Regions from separate parts of the Columba livia genome. Here region 1 is linked to region 2. A link is a contact called in public Hi-C data. All regions are on one chromosome and are shown on one strand. The core of a region is the stretch at or near the end of the contact, and the rest is flanking DNA. Distances in the headings are between cores, read along the strand shown.

Region 1 (5,695 bases), core at 3,043-5,542, 86 kb after region 2:
CACTTGTTCTTGGACAAGTCCCACAAAATAACTTTAGATGTTATTTCATTAGCTAATCACTCATTTCCCAACATCTGGTTTCTGTCTTAGCCAAAGTGCTAGCCAACAGAGCTCTAAAAACATATGTTCTTGAATATTTTTGCTTTCTCCATTGTTGTTGGGATTTGGGGGTGTAGGGTGTCAGTGAATAGATAAAGAAAGGTCCCACTTATTAACTTCATCTAAGGAAGGTGTTTTCATGAAGCTGTCTCAGGCAAGGCATGCAAAAGCAGTTGTAAGGTATAATATGGCTGTATTCCTTCCTGATGGATTCTCTGTTGGTTTGTATTTAAGGATTATTGTATTAACCCTTTTAAAAACCCACAACAAAACAAACAAAAATCCCAAACAACCCCTACCCCTCAAAAAAATACCCCAAAAAACTATTCTAACCCTATTTCAGCACGATCCCAGTGCTGTAACCATTTAGGATGTTTTACATAGAGACCCAGAAGACATTTCCGAGCCATAGTTACAGGAACTAAATAAGCAATAGGCACTTGAACTGACACAACTGTAACACCACAAAAGCACTAATGTTTTCCAACTTTGTTCTCTGAATTTAATGCACATTTCATTCTGTCTTTACCATAATCAAAATTTGATGTGCATTCTTTCTTAAATGGCATCCGATGTGGTATCTCTCTTCAGCTCGTTGTGGTTTCCTGTTTTTCATACATAAATGAAAGTATCTGCTGAGATCTATTAAACTTCACATTTTGTCATTTATGACTTTCTCAATATAAGCCTCCAAGTAACAAGTAGATTTCTTTGCACTTACAGATGGAATGAATGCCTGATGCGGTAGAAATACAGGAGTGTGTTTTTAGTGTTGTACTTCAGATTACTATTTGTTTTAATTTAGGTTAACTGTGGAATATTTGTGATGCAGGACCAACTTGGTCTTCTTTTTTTTAATTTTTTTTTTCCATAGCACCGTGCTACCAGGTTATATATATTTCCGCATAAGAAAATACTTAGAAGAACTGGAATAAAATTTTTTGGCTCTTATAAAAATAAGGCAATGCTAAGTAATAGAAATAGCAAGAAGTATTGATGAGATTTTTGAGGTCTGTGTCTTTTATCATTTTAGCAATTATTAAGAAAATATTATTATGAATGTGTGAAATCTTGCTAAGTTCTGAAAATAGTTATATATTGCTTAGCAGTTGGTTACATTTCAGTTAATTAAAATGGTTTTAAAACATCATATCTGCTTTCAGCGTGCAGCAGAACTCTTTTAAGAGAAGGTGTTAGGCTTTGCAAAATTTGGATTTCACCCACTGACATGAGAAGAAGAATTGCTATTATTGAACAACTTTTCATAGTTTTGAAAGTGATAAAATAGAGCACTTTCAAGTGATGGCCTCGTGTCAGGTTCCAAATACAAGAACTTGGCTGGCAAAATAACTAATCTGCATTATCTTTGTGCAAGTAAGAACTGAATTTGACAGAATATGGCTTTGTCTTAGAGAGGATAATTTTAATTTCCTTCTATCGTGATTTTCCACCTTTTCCCACATTCGCTACTGTCTGGAAATACTCCCCGTTCTGCAAGAATGTATGAAGGTGACAATCTGAGAATACATGTCTTCTAATATGCATGCAACTGTCCTTGGACCAGTATCAGTGATAGCTGGTTGGTGCTGTCAGGTTACTTGACCAGTGTTTGAGCTTTAGCTATAAAAAAAAGTTATCACAGTAGATACTAAATTGATGCTTATCATTCTGACAAGAGAGGCTGCAAAGAAAGGAGTTCTTTACCAAACAGAGCTGGTGCTTCACATTATCGTTGAGAGGGTGTGAGCTTGGTTTCTACACCTGCTTGGTAGGACATTTCTGTTTCTGCAGTGTTCTTTTCGTTGTCCTCTGAAGGAAGTTTGGTATTTATCATGGTAAAATAAATGGCACTTTTTTGACTGTGTTTAAAAGAAGGTAAACCATGTTTGCTTAGGCTGCTTTCAAAAAACTTGTTTGTTGTTTGTTTTTTTTTTCTGTAAAGAAACCAAATTAATGTTCCACTTCTTTAAAAGAAGTCCAGTTCTAACGTCTAAATAAGGTATAAAATCTTAAATATGTAGTTTTATTATATTTATTATTTCTACCCCTCTCACAGAACTATAGTGCCATGGAAAGTGTTCAGGCAGTGCCTTCATGAAGTTCATCAGATAAGCTCTGGTTTGGAAGCAATGGCTCTGAAATCTACTATTGACTTGACCTGCAATGACTACATTTCGATTTTTGAATTTGATATCTTCACTAGATTATTTCAGGTAAGGTTTGAAAATTTTAGATGCTTATATGAATTTTTAGAAGCTTAGTGCCCTGAGATGCCTACCTGTGGGTCAAGGAAGCGGATATTTTGGAAAAACTGAAATAACTGAAACACTGGAATTCAGAAATAAATTGTGCTTTGTTTTTTGTCCGTCAGAGTCACCTGACTCTGAATCAACACCTCCATCTGAAAAACTGAAAACATCCAGTAACTCCTGCTTCATTTCTGCACATATTTAGTGTGATTACGGTATCTTTGTGTTTGCTGCTTACTTACTTTTTACTAATCCTAAGTGCGTTCTTAAAAATGTAGGCCTTCAGGTACTTGTGTTTTCATTGTGCTTTTGTATCTATATATACCAATATGAAGTGTTTCTGCAAACACATAAGGAAAGTTACATGTGACTTTTTAGGCTAAATGCAAGCTTAACTCTTTATGAACATATTTTTGCCATTAATGCTCTGCTGTTTATTTACAAGGGACTATCTTTGGGAATAGCATCGAGTGTATTACTGTTAATAGGTAATATTTACCTGAAGTAAGCTCGCATGTATGTTACATGCCTCTGTTAACCTTGTGTCCGTTCTGCAGAGCATACTAGAAGTATTTTAACCAATACAGAAGGTGGTGCTGTTCTGCATCTCTATTAAAATTGTGGCCAGCAGGTCGAGGGATGTTTTCCTCCTCCTCTGCTCTGCCCTGGTGAGGCCGCATCTGGAGTACTGTGTCTAGCTCTGGGCCTCCCAGTTTAAGACAGACAAGGAGTTACTGTTCCGTCTTCCATGTCATTCTGTGATAATCTTTGTTTAGCTTTCTTGGTTTTGCTGTTATGGGAAAGGATGCCATTACCAAGTTGATATCAAGATTTGGCAGGAGATGATTAATGGTTTTAGTGTACACCATTTTGATTTTAATCATCTCTTCTCCATTCTGAGTCAAAACTATCAAAGTTGAAAATGTTATGGTGTAAGTAATCTCTCTGTTAAATTTAACCACAAACATTGGTCACACATACAGGTTATGGAGGTTTGAACAAAACTTTGGGGGTTCTATTTGGTGAAATAATAAACGAGAGAACATAGATCACTGTACTTTATGCTGCTTTAGCAAAATCCTCCTAAGCTTTGCCCTTTATGTGGAGCTTCATATGATCAAGCATTCCTGTCTGAACATCAAGTCCTGCCCAAGTTTCTTCCTTTTTATTTAGTGTTTAGCAAACTACTATGGTGTTCAGGTTAGTAATCAAACCCAAATCTTGATCTTGACTGCAGAATGTCTGAGGCCCATTGGCTGCAACATACATCAGTATGAAATGCATTTAAGGTTCCTTTCTGTAGGACATTCTTTCCTATAAGCATTCTGCTTACAAATAATAACAGGATTTGAGCGTGTGTGGTTTGTTGTTTCGTTTTTTCAGTCGGTACATCAAATAGAAAATTAAATGAGAAGCCAGTGATCTGAGAAGTAACAGTTTGTTCTGACCCTGTGTGGGATCTCACAGATTGCATTAAACTTCAGGACAGAAGCCTCAAATGAGATTTATTTTCCTTGTTCTGTAAGCCAGTGAATATGTTTGCATTAGTTTCTTTGTGAGGCCATTGCTGGTTTGATTCATTACCGTGCCTGGTGCTAGAGAAAGGGAATCAGCAGTATTGATATATGTAAGGAGAGAAGACTGGTTAGGATTAACTTTTAATTTAACAAAGAAGCAGAGAGAGGATTTTTGCCAGACAGACTACCAGCTGGTGCAGTAGCTGTGTAACTGTTGAACTTGCACTGAACTTAGTCTGAGAACCTCTCCCAGAGGTTGCATTTTACTTCTCTAGTTTTTAAACAGCTTCTGTAATGATGTGTGCATACACCCACGGAGAGAAAATCCCAGTTGTTTAGGTAATCAAAATACTGTTTTGCCAACTGTGGGTTGTGTTACAGAAAAGCTACGTTTATGGTGATGCTTATTCACAGAGGAAAGCAAGGCTGCTGTTTGTGGAGATCCTGTAAAAGTGAATTTGCTCCCCCTGCCTCCCCACCGTGTGCAGCACAGCTCTAAGTGCTGCGTTCTCTGGCGGGAGTTGAAGTTAGCACGGCAGAATACGTGGATGCTTTGAAGGAAAGGAGCTTCATTCTGTCACTGTTAACATGTCAAGCTGCCCTTTTATGCAAAAATGTTTCCATAGAAGAGAAATCATACAAATCTTTTCCCATTTTCCCTGCTTTTGTAATACTCTCTGTGCACAAGGCAAGCTAAGAGTTCTATCCCTTTGATTTTCGGTTGTACTGTCACATCATTTCCCAGGTATAGCAGTAGTGTGACACTTTGTAGAGAGTCCAAGCATATCTACTGTCAACTTAGGAGACTGATGGTTGCGATTAACCAAGGAATTTGCACACTACTTGAATTTGTTACATAATGTACTGTAGCAAGCCTTTAAATTGCCACAGTCCAACAAAACATCAAAATACTGAGCGTTTGATCACCGTTTTTGATTTCTGTGCGTGCACTTGAGTAACACAGCAGGAGGAAGAACGTGGTTTTATGAAGGGAGTGTCAGTGCTGGTGTGGCGAAGGGGAAAGCATCAACTTCCTTTTGTCTCTAGTTAGGGCAACTACCATTTTTCATGTGATGAAGCCTCCTGGCTCCATCTTTGAGGGTGCAGATAAGAGCTGGCAAGATGCGGTGTTGCATCTGGCATTGTGCATTTTTCTCCTTTCTTTTGTACAGATTTGAACACCTGAGGTTTCTAACGGCCTCTGTGCTGAAACCTTACCGTTGTTTCATGCATCTGTTCTGAAGAGGTGTTCATTTCTAGAGTCAAACAGGTGTTCATCCACATTTAAGTAGTGGTTAGGGTTTGCCTGGGAAATGTTTGATAATCTCAGGCAGAACTGTTGGGATACTCTGCTCAAGTGTGTCACTTACAAAGGCGTTTTGTCTCTGCCGTACTAGCCATTAGAAGATCCTTTAAAGGGAATTTGCAGGCCGTGTGAGACCACAAGCCTCTTGTGTTGCTTAACTTCGCCTGCCTTGATCTTTTGACAAATACATAAATCTCCTTTCAGAGGCAGTTTCCTATCTTTCCAAATGCTACCAATGAACACTTAATGTATTTGTATTAATCTACCACTTAAAAATCATCCTTCATTTACAGTAGAGGCCTCTTCTGTATCATTTGTAATGATAGCATGTCAGGCATATTTCAGTGAGTTTTCTGAAGCATTTCCTGTTCAAGTCAGCAAAGACTGTGATTAAGTGTTGTCAATATTTTTGTTTTGTGGCTGTAATACCATTATGGTAACTGAAGAAATAAAGTAGTAGACAATAAGAAAAGGAACAACAGCTCAAATTAGTGGCTTTCTTAGGCTTCATTTGTTAGTGTTAC
Region 2 (6,204 bases), core at 2,951-5,450:
GATACCTTTATCTTTTGTTTGTGTGTTTGGGTTACGGTGTGGGGTTTTTTCACTTGGTTGGCTTTGGTTTGTTTGGTGTTTTTACAGAACAGATGGATGTAGGGCACCAAAACAACAGCGGGTTCTAGTGGCCCTTACAGCCCCAGCTTCCCTGCAAAGAAGGACCAGATGCCTTCTGCTGGGGCACCTCACACTCTGCAAAGAGCATGAACTTGTCAGAGCTCAGACATTAAACCACTGCCTGATAGCACACCACAGAACGCTACACCCCTGTGAGCAGTTGCCTTTTGCATAATATTGTACATATTCAGTTAAAACACAAAGAGATTACTTTGAAAGTTTAAGGATGCTGGGATAGCCACGGTATTATGTTACAACTAGCAAGAAGTCAGTTGACATTCAACTTTTGAAATAGCTGACCTAAGCTTCTACAAGCATTGCTACCATATCACTTAACTCAGCATATTGTAGACTATATTAACCTCTAAAAAAGTATACCATCCATGAGGGCAATACCTTATCTTATTTATGTGGCTATAAATAAAACCTACATCTGACCTCTTAATTGTTCTCACGTTTCAGAGTATTTGGGCAAAAAGTCACTTGAAACATGTAAAAAACCCACACAAATGAAAACAGCTTCCAAACCACAGACACTAACTGCAGAAAAATCAATAATATTTTAAGAGCTGGTGAACAAAGAAAACCAAAACATCTCTCTTGCTTCCAACTACTGTCAATGGTGCTTTGGTTGAGTTCATTCATGAGCAGCAACAAAGTTTCATTCACAAGACTAACAGCTCTAGAGGAATGAGAGTCACCAGCAAAGAAAACAAAAACCACAACAAAAGCAGTTAACAGATAGGAAAATACTGTAATGGATAAACGTAATTGTTAATTTCAATCCCTTTTTTCCCTATCAAGCAGCTGAGCTTTTCAAGAAGTCATGCAATTTTGCCTTTCAGTAAAATGCTCAGATCTGAAATCCTTACCATACAAAGGAATTTAAGAGTTCAAAACAAGGCTTCTTTCACACTGTCTTGACTCCCTTATCATACTCTGACTTGCATTCACCTCCACTCCATCCTTTTCATTACAGGATTTCACCAAATCCATACAGCAGTCATCCAGACATCATTAAATGACTGTTTAGTACCTTTACTAGGTTGAGGATCAGCCTCACATAATGTGGAGTTCTTGAAATCTATCACCTCAGATTTATCTCATTTCCATTCTGTAGCATTTTTATACACTGATTAAAACACTTAAAAGCATCAGAAACAAATTGTCATGTTCTTCAGTATAAGAACAACTAAAATGTTTGGTCAGAGAGCCTGAGCAAGAGATCTGTGGAGGTATTTTAATTGTATGTACATAACTTGGGAGCCTTAATTAGACATCGAACTTACCCATGCACCTCACACATAGCCCGAACTGAAATATGCTCTTTCCCCCAGATAATCAAAGTATTTGACTTAAGTTTCTGCTTTGAATCACCCTGTGCTCTCAATGGACCTATGCACAGCAGACTAGCTTCTCAATTTAGGCTGTCAGAGAGACTGAAGTTGGGCTGTGGGAATACCCTCTCATCTGTCCCTCTGGATGGCTATACATTAACATACTGCTGGCCTGGATCAAAAAAAAAAAAAAAAAAGCTGGAGATAGACTTTTTACAGGGGTGTGTAGTCATAGGACAAGGGGTAATGGCTTTAAACTGAAAGAGGGTAGATTTAGATCAGATAGAAGGAAGAAATTCTTCATTATGAGGGTGGTGAAGCACTGGAACAGGCTGTCCAGAGAAGCTGTGGATGCCCCATCCCTGGAAACGTTCAAGGCCAAGTTGGATGGGGCTTTGAGCAACCTGGTCTAGTGGAAGGTGTCCCTGCCCACTGCAGGGGGGTTGGAACTAGATGATCTTCAAGGTCCCTTCCAACCCAAACCATTCTATGATTCTATGAAAATATTCCAGTTGGTCAGTGCCTTCAGCCACCACCCTCTCAGAAGCCTTTTGTCCCTACACACCCAACAGATTGAGTGGGCGAGGTAAGTCCTTATGTTCTCCACTGCAAACAAGCATATGTCTTGAACTTAAAACACATGGCAGCTGTTTCCTCCTCTTCTCTCAGCCCTGCCTCTCAGCTGTCTTCTGTCAAACCATCCTTTCACTCTGCATGCTTGAAATCGCAAAGCAATGCTGTCTCTTCTACCCCTTGCACAGCATGTGAAAGCTTGACCCATGTTTAACACTCTTGATACTGAAGCCACAGGTATCTCCTTCACCTGCTTCTCCCAGCTGACTTGCTTCCAACATACACTCATATGACCCTCTGAGGACGGTAATTCCCAGAATACATGCACAGGCAACTTAAAAAAAGCTGTTTGAAAGCCATCCACTTTCCCCACAGAGCTGGCTATTGACTTAGTAATGCATCACACACAGAGAGGGATGCAGAGAACCAGGCTGCTCGCTCCTGCTGGCTCTGCACTCAGCTGAACTGCACGACAACATGACTCAGCCCCAGACAGCTACCAAGTGCAACTCACAGATCAGGGCTCTTGGCAGCATTTGGAATATGAAGAGAATGACAGAACATCAATGAAAACAAAACAATTGAGGAAAAGAACCAAAGATTTAACAATTTCAGAAAAAAAAAAAAAATAAAATAAAGTCCTCTTCTTTATCCACAACCAAATGAGATGGCAAAAGAGTGAGAAGTCACTACCAACCTAATCTTATGCAAGCTGAGCTCCAAACAAAACACGGGTATGTAGAGGTGCCACAGAAGAGTTCGAAACCAACATCTCAAACACAGGAAAGAGAATAATTTACAGACCCTACAGTGAAATGAGAAGCTTCTAAACCACTTAAGGCTAGTACCTGCCAATTCATATTTTAAAGCTACAGAGGAACAATGAACTTTGAAGAGGACATTATTGATATGCTTTCATTATTGTATGTGTGCCCAGAGGAATAACTTCACACATTTTAAAACAACAGAAAGATATCTGCACTAAAAATACCTACAGAAAACATACTTGCTGATATTAAGAAAATCAAAACTTAAACCCTTGTATCTAATACAATTGCTTTCAGAAAGCAGCTTCAAAGTTGTTAAGCTTTGTATTTGTTTCCTTGTATGAAAATTAATTAGAAGATTAACACTTACAAAACATAATTATTCCCTGGAACATCTTCAAAAGAATCTGAACTCGAATGTCTTGTAGCCTATGTAGGTAAGCCTCACTCCTTTGCAACATTCACAAGTAATACACAAATTTGAAAGGAAAATTTGCCCCAAAATAGAAGTGTACCATACTAATCAGTTTAGTTACCATACCCCTGCAGAAAGTGCTTGTATCAAAGTCAACATAAGGGGGCAATTTTATCTATGACTTGTTTACATATTCCCTCACCACCTTTCAGAGGGGCAGTGTAAGCCTAAATAGCCCTCACCACTTCATACAACTCTCCAGTCCATTTCCAACATGTGAAATCTCAGCACCTCAACACCCCACCCCCCAAAAAAAAAACACCCCAAAAAAAAACCTAAAACAAACGAACCACGAGTAAGTCCCCACCAGACACACGGAAGAAAAACAAGTTCCTGTTCTTTATGGCTACAAAAACAAAACAAAACAAAACAAAACAAAAAACAACAACAAGCTTTCAAAAGCTCGAAGGGGAAGTGCACAGGCAAAACACTCAGGAAGGCGGCAATAACGACTATTGATTTTTAACGCCCACCAAGTGCTCCAGCAGACAGGGGCACAGCAACCTCACCAGAGGGACAGACACACTGCGACAGGCCTCTGGCCGTTTCTGCAGCCCCCGGGAAGTCTAGAGCTAGAGACTCCCGCAGGGTCTCCTCAAACCCATTCACCTCAACCTCGAAGCTTCAAACCACCCCCTCAAAAAGGTGGGCAGCCGTGAGGAGGCGGGACCGGAAGCTCCGCCTCTCCGCTCTTCAAACTCAACCACTGGACAGCTTTCCTATCACTCTCAGCCCTGCCAGACCCCCCCCCCCTCCTTCCCGCCCCCTCCCCATCTCCGAAGCCTTCTCTCAGCCACCACCCCGCCCCGTTCCCAGCTCCTCGCTGATTTGCTAGCGGGCACGTCAAACAAACACAGCTTCCTCTTCTGATTGGCTGTTCCGAAGCGGTGGTTCCCGCCTGCAAGAAGGGGGCTTGGTTTCTCGGCGCTTTCGCCCGCCCTCCCCCTGCGCGCATGCGCGGGATGAGTGTTGTCCTGGGGGTGGGCATGTTCCGAGGAGAGGAGGGGCCGGGAGCGGGGTCGGAGCTGCCGGGGATCCAGCCTCACTTTCTAGGAGTGAGGGAGGACCGTAGCCTGCCGGGGGCCGCCAGCCGTGCCACAGACAGACCCGTGCGTGTGCATAGATCTCTATAGCTCTCTTTTGCATGTCTCTGTAGCACTCTCGTTCTCTCTACACACGCGTGCATATACCCGCCCAGCGGGCGGGCTGGGCTGTGCTGCGGGCAGGGCGATGCGGGCGGCGGGGCAATAGCTCCCCATGCTTCACTGCGGGGCAGCGGCCGCCCGCCACCAGCAGCAGGAACGGCAGCAGCAGCAGCGCCACAGGGCAGAGTCCTGCGGGGCAGCCGGCGCCGCGTTCACGCGTGGCCATCGCCAGCGGCCGCCCCCGGCGCGGCGGCCGGGACGGGGCGCGGGATGCGCTGCCCCTGCCCGCTGGAGCAGTGACGCCCCCCGGCGCCGGAGGGAGGGGAGCCTCGTCCGACCAGACGCTTTGCCTGCTCTCCGCTCCGCCGCCGCCCTCGGCTGAGGACCGGGGAAGCGGCCGCCTCGGGGGCTGGGGAGCCTCTTAGCCGCTCTCCCCGCCGCTCCCGGCTTTTCTCGGCGGCTCCTCTCGCTCTGGGCGCAAAGCCGCGGGGTGCCCTCTGTACGGCGGCGTGCGGCGGGAGCGAGGTGTGTGCCTGCCCGCCCCCCTGACCCCGCTGCCGGGCCGCTTGCCTGCCTTGCGGATCCCTGCCTGCTGCCTTTGCTGCTTTTTCTACTCCCCCCGTCTCCTCTTTCCTACCCCGCCGCTGCGCGTCTTCCGCTTTTGTTGTCTGGTGATGGGGGCATGTGCCCGGCGGGGCCCGGGGAGCGGCGCGGAGCCGGCTGGGCCGGGCCCTGGGGTGGGTGGGTGGGTGGATTCCCCCTCCCGCCGGTTGGTGCTGATGTTGACGGTAAATCTGGGATGGCTTTTTCCAGTGTAAACTCGGGCCAGGTGGGTTTACGTAGTTTTGTCGCGAGAAAGTTAAAACTTGTTCCTAAGCATGCCCTGCTCTTGCCCTTTCCTGCCCGTGAAGAAGGAGGTGTTGTTACCTCACGGGCCGCGGCGGGGTTTTTATGACAAGATGTTTTGGGGCCCCTTGTGAGCCTGTGTCTGTCTGTCCAGCTTGGTTCCCAGATGGCCGGTTCCTTGAACGGCCGGAACCCGCGCAAGGGACGGATCCTGGGCTTCATTGATGCCATCCAGGACGCCGTGGGCCCCCCCAAGCAGGCAGCTGCTGACCGGAGAACTGTGGAGAAGACGTGGAAGCTTATGGACAAAGTGGTGAGTGTCTGTGGTGCGGTCGTGTACACGTACAGGGAAGAATGGGGCTATTTAAGTGGGTACACATGGGGAAACGGCGTCTTCCTGCTGCTCTGACTGTTGTGCTGTGTGTGCCTCGGGAAGTAAGGGGGTTTATGTTTTAGGTAATTTAAGCACCGTTTGGTTTTGGTGGTTGTTTTTCTTCTTTTTCTCTCTATGGCCTCTGGCTATGTTTTTTTTTTCTTTTAATCTCGGTTTGCGGAGAGAAAACAAATGTGTGTGTTTGCCGTAGGCTATTGTTATTTTCAGATTCTTTAAAATGACTCAAACTTGAAGAGCTGCCCTAACGAAAAGCTGCTTGACTTAGACATGTAATCACATATATTCTGTGCGTTGCGTGTTGGATCACATTGTTAGTCTGCAAACAAGACCTCTGAAGTATGAAACTTCAGTTAAGCTGATCGTCCTGTGAGACACGCTCATGATGGCAACACAGATAGGTTTGTGCTTTTAGGAATGTGCGTGGGGACTGAGGGATGTCACTCTTGTCAGTTTAGTAAACAGATTAGTATGGCATGCCTAACTTGCAAGCGTCTGTTCTGCATTTTAGTGATTTTTAAGTACTTCTACTCATCATTTTGAAACTAGA

Evidence for each region. A called contact is a pair of places that touch in the nucleus more often than the background predicts.
Region 1: a Hi-C map of liver shows a contact between it and region 2, with 2.0 times the contacts expected there. The contact joins the enhancer-like site here to the promoter of CBLB in region 2. A contact is called at or near these places in 2 of 2 Hi-C or Micro-C datasets (crop and liver).

What each region holds. Positions count from the first base shown.
Region 1 is chr1:70,532,234-70,537,928 of bColLiv1.pat.W.v2, forward strand. It overlaps CBLB (Cbl proto-oncogene B), which reads left to right. Exons shown (of 19, transcript XM_065061376.1): 5 at 2,156-2,312. Among named protein-coding and RNA genes, the nearest start is that of CBLB, 85 kb to the left of the region's middle. Within about 2 kb of position 4,293, at least 1 of the 3 cell types and tissues checked has an H3K27ac peak away from gene starts, as active enhancers do.
Region 2 is chr1:70,446,010-70,452,213 of bColLiv1.pat.W.v2, forward strand. It overlaps CBLB (Cbl proto-oncogene B), which reads left to right and starts at 4,201. Exons shown (of 19, transcript XM_065061376.1): 1 at 4,201-4,381; 2 at 5,418-5,576. The coding sequence starts at 4,226.